Regions from separate parts of the Zea mays genome. Here region 2 is linked to region 1. Evidence: chromatin contacts called from public Hi-C data. All regions are on one chromosome and are shown on one strand. The core of a region is the stretch at or near the end of the contact, and the rest is flanking DNA. Distances in the headings are between cores, read along the strand shown. Region 1 holds the start of LOC100381915 (putative oxysterol binding domain family protein). Region 2 holds the start of LOC100216792 (Ethylene-insensitive protein 2).

Evidence for each region. A called contact is a pair of places that touch in the nucleus more often than the background predicts.
Region 2: a contact with region 1 is called in a Hi-C map of tassel, with 2.0 times the contacts expected there. The contact joins the promoter of LOC100216792 here to the promoter of LOC100381915 in region 1. A contact is called at or near these places in 2 of 25 Hi-C or Micro-C datasets (ear and tassel).

The regions. Positions count from the first base shown.
Region 1 is chr5:12,551,241-12,557,963 of Zm-B73-REFERENCE-NAM-5.0, reverse strand. LOC100381915 (putative oxysterol binding domain family protein) reads left to right here and starts at 1,444. Exons shown (of 3, transcript NM_001174692.1): 1 at 1,444-2,084; 2 at 2,174-2,539; 3 at 2,619-2,908. The coding sequence starts at 1,569. The coding sequence ends at 2,669.
Region 2 is chr5:12,862,511-12,869,772 of Zm-B73-REFERENCE-NAM-5.0, reverse strand. It overlaps LOC100216792 (Ethylene-insensitive protein 2), which reads left to right and starts at 4,513. Exons shown (of 8, transcript NM_001359500.1): 1 at 4,513-4,723; 2 at 4,915-4,969; 3 at 5,121-5,751; 4 at 6,692-6,778; 5 at 6,945-7,058; 6 at 7,158-7,262. The coding sequence starts at 5,500. lox5 (linoleate 9S-lipoxygenase5) reads left to right here. Exons shown (of 9, transcript NM_001112505.1): 2 at 447-736; 3 at 1,247-1,490; 4 at 1,582-1,926; 5 at 2,039-2,145; 6 at 2,254-2,361; 7 at 2,454-2,761; 8 at 2,874-3,137; 9 at 3,227-4,212. The coding sequence ends at 4,013.

The DNA.
Region 1 (6,723 bases), core at 195-2,694:
GAAAACAACCATCCAACAGTTACTCGTGAAGACTCTCTATTCATTTGCACGTGAAAAACACTCCATTCGCTGCAGAAACACACGTTACTGTGTTTCCTCCCAATCCATGTACTTCACTTCCCCGCGCGATAATCTACATTCGCGTGCATCTCCTCCTCACGCCTCCTACTCGGCGCTGGTGCTCAGCCGGAGCTCGTTCAGGAAGCATGAGTACATGCGCAACCCCATGACCGAGCTCGACGAGGATGCTAACCACACTGTCAGGCCGCACAAGATAAACATAAGATAGAACAATAATTGAATTTTACTCCGGTTAGTGCAATTATATCGTACCGATACCACTCGCTCAAACTTTTGCTATGACTTTAGAAATCTAATGAGTCTGTCGTCACCGCGACGTTCAAGAAGGCTACGAGCGTGGAAAGGAGCCGATGACAGTGCCGAGCAGCTGCAGCGGGAAAGTTGGAATTATGTTTCTGTCTTCGCACGTGTGAATTGGGTGAGCCACAAATATGGACGACATTTTTTCTCATGGATCAGTCTCCAGTGTTATTAAGTTGTTTGCATCTACCTTGTTTCTAGAGCATTTTTTCTCTCACTATTGTTTTGATAGAACATTCTTCTGCTACCTGTACTGGAGCTCAAATCGACGACAATGAATTAAAAATGAACATGATAGTTGTTGTGAATTTGTAGTACTATGATGCGCCTCCGTTTCTTCATCAATCAGATTCCGAAGATGGTATTTTAGCTAGGTCAAGTGTAACTATAAATGCAAATTCTCTAAAAACAAATGGATTAATCAAAAATCAATTTTTTCTAGAGAACCAACAATTTGCTTGTACTCGTCAGTAAACATTGCTTCATTTTGTCAAAACAGGTTCAAAACACGGCTAAATACTTTTTCAGAACGAAAAGCAACAAGGTTACTCGCCAAATCGACACGACCAAATAATGTTCTGAACGAAAAGCAGCAAGGTTACTCACCAAATCGAGACAATGCCTCCCTGACCACTTGAGGGGTTTATGGTTATTAAGGCTAAAGTTTAATCTATGTCATATTAAATGTTTGAATATGAATTACGAGTATTAATTATATGTTTAATTAGACTTAATAAAATTATCGTCATTTAGTTTTCATCTACTCCCTCCTCCCACATGATTTAGTCATTCTCAATTTGTACTAAGTCAATTATTATAAAATTTTACTTTTGTATTGTGATATCTTATGAAACATCTAATATAACCGGTTAAAGTGGTTAATGATTGACTTAGAATAAATCTAAAACAACTAAATTGGATGGAGGGAGTAATTAATTTTGTAACTCGTTATTTAAACATTCGTGACAGTGATGAAGAAAAGCGACAACCAACCGTCATGCAAAGGCAAACATAGCTCCTGTAGTCCTGTTCACCACCCTTTTCGTTCTCGTCTTCCTGGCTCCCGGCGGCACCCACCCGTTCCCGGAGCAAAAATAAAACGATCCCAAAACACAAAAGAATCCGCCACCTCGCCGGCGACAGGGGCGACCTCGCGCGCCCCGGCCGGTGCTGACCCCGACTTCTCCATGCATCCATTCTGCTGCGCGCCTCTCGTGCCCGTATCGCCCGCGGCCTCTGCCGCCCCCGCTGCGTCCTCCGCTGTGGCGGGCACCCAGGCCGTGATGCCGCCACCGCAGCCCCCGCCGTTGCCGCCTCCGCCGCCTCGAAACAACTCCGCCACTGGCGGTGAGAGGCGCGCGCGCGCAGCGGGGGTCAGCGGTGGTGGAGGAGGCGATTCCTCGCCGCTCGAGGGGGTGAAGCTGAACGAGATCGTCGGCGGCGGCATCTCGGGAATCATGTACAAGTGGGTGAACTACGGGCGCGGGTGGAGGCCGCGCTGGTTCGCTCTCCACGAAGGCGTGCTCTCCTTCTACAAGATCCACGGGCCCGACCGCATCATCCTATCGCGCGAGACCGAGCGGGGCGCCAAGGTCATCGGCGAGGAGTCCCTCCGCCGCCTCAACCGCCCCTCCGCCTTCTCGCCGTCCCACTCCAACGGCCACCACCACCCTCGAAATCCCATCGGCGAAATCCACCTCAAGGTCCTCGGTTCTGGCCCTGTGCCTCCTTCGTGATCGCCAGATCCATTTCGTGTTCTGCCAGCTTGTTAACGCGACCCTTGCGTGTGTAGGTGTCAACCGTGAGGGAGAGCAGATCGGACGACAGGAGATTCTCCATCTTCTCGGGGACGAAGACGTTGCACCTGCGGGCGGAGACCAGGGAGGACAGAGCTGCGTGGCTCGAGGCGCTGCGGGTGACCAAGGACATGTTCCCGAGGATGTCCTCTAGCGAGATGGTCGGGCCAGGGGACACCGCTGCGGCAGTGGCCGTCTCAACCGAGCGCCTAAGGCAGCGGCTGCAGCAGGAAGGGGTCAGCGAGGCGGCCATTGCTGACAGCGAGAGGATCGTGCGAGAAGAATTCGAGGCTCTGCACAAGCAGCTTGTGCTCGCCAAGCAGAAGCATGCGCTCCTCTTGGAAACTCTTCGCCAGCTAGAGGTACTTCCATAATCTGTACCTGTGGATTCGAAAAGAATCTTGTTGTGCATGAAGTGGGAATAATTGCTTTTTAGTGCAGGGTGTGTCATGCACTCATGCTTGTGATATTCTGCATCTTGTACATGATTGAGTTCATTGAAGAAAAAAGTACGAAGCTACTGGTAAAAAATTGGTTTACAGAACGTGCTATTCTGCAGTAGATTGCATCCACTGACCATATTGTACCTGGAGATCTGAATGTTAGCTGTTACTCTGTGGATGGTGCTGTAAATTTTTCAATTCGTCTACTACCTTCCCTACGCTGTTGTTTTTGTCAATCGCCAAACGTACTTGGGCATTTGATAATGAATCTGCTACTGAAGCTAGCTTATGCTGTCTTGTCATCAACGAAGAAAATAACAAAGTAAAGTTTCAATTAATAGTTCTAGATGTTTGTTTTGGTTTTGTTTACCTGCCTCTTTGGTGATACCGAAGTTCTTTCGGGGGGTTATTTTCAGAACTTTTGTTTCTTGACTACAAACTGCTTTCTCATGTGTTTTGGTCCTTCTGGAGTACAAAAATGGTACCCTAGTTGCTTTAGCTACTCTACCCATCATTTGATATAATTCTCTTATTCCCTATTCCTGACATTTTCTTGGCTGTCTTTTTGTTGTTTTGATGGCAAATAACCAGAGTATGTTAACCTCTAGAGCAAGCTAATTGGTATTAGCCTATTAGGTATTCTGTCATGTCAGGCCTGATAAAAATGAGAGCATCTATTCAGTAACACATGTTTTCGGTTTAGTTTAGGTTAACTGGCATTTGGTTGCTGATGGTTTGAATTTAAATTAGGTTTTTATATTACAAGTTATGTTGATATTACTTAAACTACTAAGGTAGTGAATGTAGAAGAGAAAAGAATGGAATGGGTGCTTTTATATTAGCATATTAGTATAAATGACCAAGCATACTCTAACACTGCACAGAGCTTAGAAGGTAGTCGTGTAAATATATCTTTTATGTTCATGTGGGCCACTACTTCCATTTGTACATTGAGAGGTTTTAAATTTCCCTTCTCTTCCCTGCTCTCCATGTTCACTAATTTGTAAGATCTGCATATTGATGTTTACTGGGGGACTTGAACCTGTAAAATGTTTTAAATACTCTGATGATGTATTCTTGTGTTGCCTTGCTGAAGACAGAAAAGGTTGATTTGGAGAATACCCTTGTTGATGAGAGCCAAAGGCAGTCAAAAGAGTATGGATCTGCTTCTAAACCAAGGCATGAGAAGTATAGTGGTACGATAGTTGGTGGAATGGTTTGTCATGTCTTACTGTTACACTTGTTATTGAGATGCACTGTACCTTTGTGGGAAAAATCTGTTGATTATTCTGATGCATCCATGTTAATACGACACTAGAAAAGTTGCATGATGGAATACTACTCCGGTGTTGGATATTACCAGTTAATTTATTTTTCTAGTGTCATATACTGACAAAGTAGCTGTAAGCCAGCAGAATATTAGACAAATTGGTTGGCTATGGTTTGTAGATGATTGAGTAATAGCATTGCTGGTTTTGTTGACCACAAAGTTGCCAAGTTCTTGGTCTCCATGTGTAGCTATTATAAAATACTAGGAAATATAAAAAAGCAAACAAAAAGATTGCCCTTAGCTTTTATACACTACACTATTTTGGTGGTTATATGAACGAAGTTCTGTTGCTATCATCGGTAGAATCAAAACTGAGCTTAGTGATGGCAACATTTAGGTTAGGTTATTCATTCATGCAATCCCCTTTCCAATTTTCTATTTCCTCACAAGGATGCATTCTTCCAAGGTTTTTAAATCCAGTATGCTGGAATGATCGTATCTAAAATAGAACGTTTCATACAAAACAATGATGACAACATCCTTTTATGATTGCTGAATGTCATGGTTCTTGTATGTTAATCTATGCACCTTATTCACCCTTTTGTAAATCGACTTGGTGCATTGATTACGTACTTAATTGAATGTTGTGAAGTCTGTCTCTTACCAGAATTTTCTAGTGTACATGTTGTCTAGTTTCAAATATCTTTCATCTGATTTTTAAAATTTTAAATTAGCTTCAAACTTTTTTTCATCTGGATGTTCTATAGACTTTAAATTGAATACTTCCTCCATCCACAAAAGAATGAGGGAAACCCTAGACTAGAGATTCTAATACCCTTCACTACAATATAATACCTTAACAGGATGCAATTCTCACTTTTTGAGGAGTCAAAAGATTTGAAGTTTAACCAAGGTTATAGAAAAAAGTACTAACGTTTCTGATACAAAATAACTATCACTAAATTAATTATAAAATATATTTTTGTAGCAAACCTACTTGGAAATATAAATGTCAATACTATTCACTATAAACCTAATCAAAGTTAAGCTAGTTTGACTCGCACAAATCCCATAGTTGCATCCTTTTGTGGACGGAGGGAGTACATGCCAAGGTTTGATATCCTACCCAAATAGCCTTTTGATATAGAAGCAGTATCAAAGTAAACCACATTTGTCCCCTTAGGAAATAAATAGAGACTTGATTGATACCAATATATTACAAGACCACTTCAACTCATTTTCCTTCATACTTACCTGGTCTGATTTCAAGGTTATATGACAGCGTCCATACGCCACCCCACTTCCCAACCATAAGAAATTGCAACACATTCATTGTGTTTTAAACGGAGACCATCCTAGCACTTAGCATGTTCATCAATTGGGTCAAGGATGAGCCTCACCTTTGGTGTAGGGCTGGAGCCCGTGGATTATCTAACATCCTAGCTCTCCAGCATTCCAATCGGTGAACTCTGTTTTGGGTCCTCAAGGTCATGGGTCCACTTTTTCTCTTTGTAAAACTGTATCTAGATTAGGGCGTGTGGTTTTGTGTGGAGTTATATGATGTTTTCTTTTTACCTAACCTTTTTCCTTCTTAATATAAAGATACACAGCTCTCCTGCGTATTCGAAAAAAAAATTGCAACGACCTCTCCTTGCTGCAGCCACAACACACAACTTTCCTACCAACTACAAGCCCATATTTGAGCACTGCAGAAAACCGTTCTTGACCCTAATTTATCACATAATTTGCTGGCAATTGTGACCCCTCCTTACTAGAAAAGACAACAGTTCAGCATTTTTTGGATGAATTTCTTGAATGCGCATTTAGTTTGTTTTTTATTGCATAACATGGAATCTATCCATTTCAAGCTCTAGTTTCTGTGTACGAATTTGGTTTACTTTACCTGGCTTAATGAACTATTAGTTTCCTTATTCAGAAGGAAGTGCTAGCGAATCTGATGATTATAATGAACCACAAGATCCAGCTGAAGAGACTGACGATGAAGCAAATCTTTACTTTGATACAAGAGATTTTCTATCCTCAAGCTCTTTTAAAAGTAGTGGATCTGATTTCCAAAGGTCTGAAGCTGGTTCGGATGATGAAGATGATTATCCAATGGATGGAATTAATCCTTCTATGAAGTCTATCGGAGTTAGTTATGCATATGTAAGAAGACGGAACAGGCTGCCAGATCCAGTTGAGAAAGAAAAGGGTGTAAGTTTGTGGTCAATGATCAAGGACAACATAGGAAAGGATCTTACAAAAGTTTGTCTGCCTGTTTACTTCAATGAGCCACTCTCATCGCTACAAAAATGTTTTGAAGATCTTGAATATTCCTACCTTATTGATCGTGCATCCGAATGGGGGAAAAGGGTATTACTTCTTCCTCTCCCTGCTAGCACTTTTATTCATGCACAGATGTTATCTAATATGTTGAATGCAAGTAGGTATAAACACTTGGTTTTATACTTTTATTATATTTTTCATTGCACATCATATCACCACGAACTTGCAATTAATTCATACACTTGCTGTTACTCTATCCTGCCGTGTGGCAGACATCTGATATTAACTACATTAAGATAACATCGTTGTCTTCTTGGCTAGAGAAATGTAGGGGCTATATACTCTTTGTTCCATTTTGGTGTTACAACACCCCTTCATATGGGTGTACACTTAATCTCTTAACAACTTATGTTAGCTAACTTCCACTGACCATTTTGTAAACTAATCATGCCAACAATTTGAAAAATAGTACATGTAAACATATTAGTTTCCTTGCCAACATGTGGACTTCAACTTGCTGTCTTGCCTAACATGCCATGAAAATATG
Region 2 (7,262 bases), core at 3,264-5,763, 310 kb before region 1:
CCCGTGAGAGTTGGTCGCTGGTCCATGGTCCGTTGCACCCGCGGTGGCTGGGTCCGTGTCTCTGCGACGAACTCATGATTGCGGTTAAGAAACTTGCTTGCCTGCTCTGCTTCCATGGACACGGACAGACAGTGAGACAGGGATGTATTTTTTTTTGGAATTTTCTCCGGGCTGGAACAGTTGTTGTGTGTGGGTGGTGTGGCATTCTGAATCTCGAACGCGACTGCGGTTTCATGTTCGCTATCGCTTCCACGGCAACGCTCCAGCTAGCGTCATCTGATTGCATGCAGGCGTTTAGGACCCGGCCGGCCGTACTGTAATCTCCGCTGAAATGTCGTATAGTAAACCTTGTTTATTAGTACTATTTTTGTGTGTGTGTGTGTGGAGCTAATAATGTGCTTAAACGAAACCTCGCCGTCATGCTGTCATGGGTTGGTGGATCCCAGGCAACGGGGGCCGTGGCAAGGTGGGGAAGGCGGCGCACCTGGAGGAGGCGGTGGTGTCGCTCAAGTCCACGGCGGACGGGGAGACCGTGTACCGGGTGAGCTTCGAGTGGGACGAGTCGCAGGGCATCCCGGGCGCCGTCCTGGTCAGGAACCTGCAGCACGCCGAGTTCTTCCTCAAGACGCTCACCCTCGAGGGCGTCCCAGGCAAGGGCACCGTCGTCTTCGTCGCCAACTCGTGGGTCTACCCGCACAAGCTCTACTCCCAGGAACGCATCTTCTTCGCCAACGACGTGAGTATTAATCTTTCTGATGCATGTCACGATTTTTTTTTTTGAAAAGCGACCAGCAGGAGGAGATCTACCGGGCATATATTAACAGAGAAGGAGTTTTAAAAAACTAATTACAAAAATTGAGGTTACTTTTTTTTTTGCTGCTAGAAGCAAAAATATGGACAAGACAAGGACAATCATTGCTATATGTATCTGTATACTCCTACACAACACGTACTACCAAACAACCGCATCCACACACTCATCACTTCGTATTATTGTTAGGGCTCTCTACTGCATTTACGTAGCATATGACTAAATTAACGCAAAGTAGTGCTGCTTAATTAGGTTTGTGGAAAGGATCCATCAGGGCATATTCATTATGCTCGTTTGTTGACCCAGAAGGCCAGAACTGGTTGATCCATCACGGCATATTCATCCTACGTTTTACTTCTGCCAGCACTATATTACTCCGTGGCTATATATAGAAAAAAACAGGCCAGTCTCACTCTAATCCTGTGTTGCTTGCAGACCTATCTGCCGAGCAAAATGCCGGCGGCGTTGGTGCCTTATCGGCAAGATGAGCTCAAGATTCTCCGTGGCGACGATAATCCTGGACCATACCAGGAGCATGATCGCGTCTACCGTTACGACTACTACAATGACCTTGGTGATCCCGACAAGGGCGAAGAGCACGCTCGGCCGATCCTCGGTGGCAGCCAAGAACACCCGTATCCCCGTCGCTGCAGAACTGGCCGGCACCCAACAAAGAAAGGTACTAGCTCAAGTCAGCTAGTGCTAGTCCATACCATACAGGATGCCAGAAATTTGGCTGAAATCCTTGCTGAGTTAACCTTTTTACGCAGACCCAAATTCGGAGAGCAGGCTTTTCCTGCTGAACCTGAACATCTACGTCCCGCGTGACGAACGCTTTGGGCATCTCAAGATGTCGGACTTCCTTGGGTACTCGCTGAAGACGATCATCGAGGCTGTTCTTCCAACACTGGGGACTTTCGTCGATGACACGCCCAAGGAGTTCGATTCGTTTGAGGATATCCTCGGGCTCTACGAGCTGGGCCCAGAGGCACCCAACAACCCACTGATAGCAGAGATCAGGAAGAAGATCCCCAGCGAGTTCCTTCGAAGCATTCTGCCGAACGGTAGCCATGACCACCCGCTAAAGATGCCCCTTCCAAATGTCATCAAATCAGGTAAACCCAAATTTCTTTTTTTTTTGGAATCTTTCTATGTTAAACGGCCGGTGCCTGAACTAGAAAAAAATTTACCATGGCTAAGGCTGAATCTTGGTTGGTATAAAACCAGATGTGTTGAAAAAGGCTCCGGAGTTTAAGTTTGGCTGGAGGACTGACGAAGAGTTCGCGAGAGAGACACTTGCAGGCGTGAACCCAGTAATCATCAAACGTCTGACGGTTAGCGTTCTTGCATCATTTGGATCGGCAAAAATACACCTTGCCCCATATATTAACTGAGTACAGAGCCTTAAAGGCCTTTTTTTATATATATATTTCGTATCTCAGGAGTTCCCCGCTAAAAGCACCCTGGACCCAAGGCAGTACGGAGACCACACCAGCAAGATCACTGAAGCTCACATCCGGCATAACATGGGAGGCCTGTCGGTGCAGAACGTATGCTGGACTGCATGAACGCACGCACGTACAACCGAAAGCCGCTTAAAACCATCGACTGATCTGATTTCCGCGTAACGAACCCTGTGCAGGCACTGAGGAACAAGAGGCTCTTCATCCTAGACCACCATGACCATTTCATGCCGTACCTCGACGAGATCAACGAGCTGGAGGGGAACTTCATCTACGCCAGCAGGACCCTACTGTTCCTGAAGGACGATGGCACGCTGAAGCCCCTGGCCATCGAGCTGAGCCTGCCCCACCCTGACGGCCAGCAGCGCGGCGCGGTCAGCAAGGTGTACACCCCGGCTCACACCGGCGTCGAGGGCCACGTCTGGCAGCTCGCCAAGGCTTATGCCTGCGTAAACGACTCTGCCTGGCATCAGCTGATCAGCCACTGGTATAAGAAATGTTTCTGGTGCCTTTTTCTCTTTTTTTTTCCTTTTAATTAATTAATGTACATAGATAACTGAAGCACTAATCTTAATTGTGTGGCTTGCATTGCATTGCAGGCTGAACACGCACGCGGTGATCGAGCCGTTCGTAATCGCGACAAACCGGCAGCTCAGCGTGGTGCATCCCGTGCACAAGCTGCTGAGCCCGCACTACCGTGACACGCTGAACATCAACGCCCTGGCACGCCAGACACTCATCAACGCCGGCGGCGTCTTCGAGCGCACCGTGTTCCCTGCAAAGTACGCGCTGGGGATGTCGGCAGACGTGTACAAGAGCTGGAATTTCAACGAGCAGGCTCTCCCAGCAGATCTCGTCAAGAGGTACGTAGACAATACACTGAGGTGAGCAGCACTAAACGCCTATAGAAAACTGTTCGGTTCTTGACGTGGTTGTGGTTGCGTGCGTTCAGAGGTGTGGCTGTGCCGGACCAGTCAAGCCCATATGGTGTCCGACTGCTGATCAAGGACTACCCCTATGCCGTTGACGGGCTCGTCATCTGGTGGGCGATCGAGCGGTGGGTCAAGGAGTACCTGGACATCTACTACCCTAACGACGGCGAGCTCCAGCGTGACGTGGAGCTGCAGGCGTGGTGGAAGGAGGTGCGTGAGGAGGCGCACGGCGACCTCAAGGACCGAGACTGGTGGCCCAGGATGGACACCGTCCAGCAGCTGGCTAGGGCGTGCACGACCATCATCTGGGTGGCATCCGCGCTGCACGCGGCTGTCAACTTTGGGCAGTACCCATACGCCGGGTACCTCCCGAACCGGCCGACGGCCAGCCGGCGCCCGATGCCGGAGCCAGGCAGCCACGACTACAAGAAGCTGGGAGCGGGGCAGAAGGAGGCGGACATGGTGTTCATCCGCACCATCACCAGCCAGTTCCAGACCATCCTGGGCATCTCGCTCATCGAGATCCTCTCCAAGCACTCCTCCGACGAGGTGTACCTCGGCCAGCGTGACGAGCCTGATCGCTGGACGTCAGACGCCAAGGCGCTGGATGCGTTCAAAAGATTCGGGAGCCGGCTGGTGCAGATTGAGAATCGGATCAAGACGATGAACGACAGTCCGGACTTGAAGAACCGGAAGGGGCCTGTGGAAATGCCGTACATGCTGCTGTACCCCAACACGTCGGACGTTACCGGCGAGAAGGCCGAGGGGCTTACTGCCATGGGCATTCCCAACAGCATCTCCATATGAGCCTGGGCAGATTGTGTCTCGTAGTAAATTGTTGTGCTGCGCCGTGCGATGTGTTTCTTCATTGGTTTTGTCAGTCTCAGGGTAGGGGATGGAGATCATACCATGATCTTTGTAGGGTTGAGAGAGGAGTCCACGCTTGAATATTGTTGTCATGTATGTAATTCTTGGTTAATAATAAAGTTCGTCAGTTCATTTCTTAGCCTATCAGTCTCCAGCCAAAACTTATACTTCAAAAAAAAGTAATAGGCATTTGATTCCAATATGATAATAAAATAGGACTACTTTTTCCGTCCGTTCACGCATGTGAGTGTTGCCGGTTCCGAAGACGATGACACGGGTATTCGTTTTTGTCCCGGGCTTATTCCTTTATGCTGGATTGGTGGGTCGAAACGATTTCTAACCGGATTGCTTATCTAATTTGTATAAATTTTTATTAGCTCAAACGATTCCGGACGCAATCCAATACAAACGAACAAGCCGTCAGGTGTCATGGAGTACTGTACTCATGTGTACTGTATTCCTGATGCCGCCGCCCGCCGACTTTGGCGGTTTGCCGGCCCTGCGAATGCCACCGCTCTTCCTAGCTGGGGTCGTACACTCTCCACGCCTCCCACGTCTTACTGCTCACCGCCACCACCCCGCCGCCTCTATCTCGGTCTGCGACGCGTTGGCCCATCCCTGCTCCCCGCCATGGTCTCTCGCCCACCGAGGTATGTTCGAGGAGCAAATAAGATGAGGAGCCAGTTTTCTTCTTCCGTTCTTCTCTCGCATTAGCCAAGGAAGGCACCGTAGAAAGATCCCCAAAGCTTTCCAGAAATCCGCTTTCACGATCAGTAGGGCTCGCAGTTTTTTTTTCTTTCCTACAGCGCATTTCTCGGTCTTCACCTCGCTCCTGTTGTAGAGTTCTCGTGGCAGGGGAATTCCAAGCGGAAAAGGGGGGAATTCTGGAATAAAAGGTAACAGCTGAAAAAGGGGTTTGCCCCTTCGGAGGCATCCTTTATTTTTTATATAAGTTCTTTTGGGGTTTTATTACTACACTTTATTTGGAAGAGGATTCTGTCTGACTACTTGCTGCCTTCTATATGATATGTTCTGATCACGTTGCAGGTGGCTCGGTCTTAACTGTTGAGGTTTCAGTTGGGAGGAACTACGAAGACACCTCATCACTAGTTCATGGTTGCTTATACAGTGCTCTTATAATTTCCATAAGGGGCATACATGTTATCATCTTAGGCTCTTAGCCATAGTATGATAGCAGCCCACATCCCTGTAAGAATTATGTGGTGTAACTCTTTGTGAAGCAAGTTAAAGTCCACATCCCTTGGTTTTTACAGTGCTGTGGATGATCATCTTCTCTGAGGAGTGGCAATCGACTAATTGGATCGTAAAGAGAGTCAAGATGGCCTGAGTTTGGTTTACTGTTCGCTATTAAGCTTAGTGGTCTGGTGTCTTCCATACTTTCGCTGATTAACATTATTTCTGCACCATGAATAGTGTGCATAGTATAGAATCTCTGGCTGCTGGGGATGCTCAACATAAACTTTTCCAAACCCTTGGACCAACGCTCTTGATTTCGATGGCATATATTGACCTTGGAAAGTGGTTGGTAGCAGTGGATGCTGGATCTCGGTTCGGCTATGATCTTGTGCTACTGGTGCTGTTCTTCAATTTCTCAGCCATTTTATTCCAATATCTGTCAACGTGTATCGGCATGGTCACTGGGAAGAATCTTGCAGAGGTACGATTTACTGTGATCTTTCTTGTTCTTGCCGTTGCAGAGATAATTCGTGGAACTCTTGCCAGTCAATACAACCACTGTGCAGAGATCTCACTAATTTTAGTTGACATAGTAGTGCTTAGCATAACCTTGAAAATGTTGCGTTTCTTATGCAATTCATAACAATGATTTGGCATCTCATCTATGGTCTATGGACCTGGCACTTATCTTTGAGTAGACAAGGGCAGGCTTGGATTCTCAAGTTCTGAATGTTTGTCTCAGAATCTAAAAAGAAGCGTATCCCTTTCTGAGTGAAATATAATGTAACTTAGTTACTCTGTGCCTGTATTTACTTCTTACTGTTAAGATTATTTCTGGGTTGCTGGTGAGGACTTTAAAATATACAGTATTTTCTCACAATAACCTCGGTTTCATGGATATAATGACAGTACAGATAATAGGAAACTAAGGTATCATTTGTCTCTTATCTTTCAACAAGCAAACATGCATGTGTATTGCATTATCCGTTCCAATACATCTTGGAATCAGACTCTATACTTCGTTGGACATGCCCTATTTTAACTCAGTTACTCACATGTTGTGAGTTCGGGTCAAGGACGAGACAGTAAACTAATTTGGATTCTTATTCTAATTCATCACAACAGTAAACCAATTAGGATTCGTATCTCTAATTCATTACGTACTGCTACTCTCAGTAAAACCGGTTAGGAATTATGCTTGGGGAGTGGAGGGACAGACGGACCGGGGCATGAATGAAAATTACTTCTTTTAGTATTAGATGCAAATAAGAAACAAGGAGAACTGCCAACAATAAACTTTATAGCTTGGAGTTTAAGTTCTATCAATTTAGTGTTCTTTTCATTCTAAAGCCTTTTAAACTGTTTCCTGTGTAGTCTTTTGGAGATATCAACCTTATTCTGTACTTCTACATGACTGATAGATCTGCTGCCTGGAATACAGTAAGGTGATATGTGTTGTTCTTGGTCTCCAGGCATGGCTATCCTTATTGACCTCTGAATTGACAATGGTATGCCTACAAACTTAAGATTTTTTCGCTCTGTTGTGATTCATTCTGGGATGTTTATATAATCATGCTATGCATGCATTTATTTTTGGAGTACTCATTACTCCTTACCAGAGCATGCCGTAGTTCTCATCTTATAAGTGTAACACTTAACATTTGGCTACTTCAGATTGCAGGCATGGCAGTGGGGTTCAACCTTGTGTTTGAACATGACAATCTTATCACAGCCATATGTTTTGCAAGTGTTGTTGTTAATCTACTACCATACACACTCTCCCGACTGGTAAATCTATAAATCCCAAAATAACCCCATCATAAAATGATAACCTTCTTAAGTATTCGACCTTATGTAATTCTTGTTTCCTACTCATGCTCATTCTAGGATAAGGTGGCTGGGATATGTAATGCCTGTATAGCTGGATTTACACTTCTTTGTTTTGTGCTTGGTTTATTAATCAGTCACCCACATACCCCAGTCAATATGAAT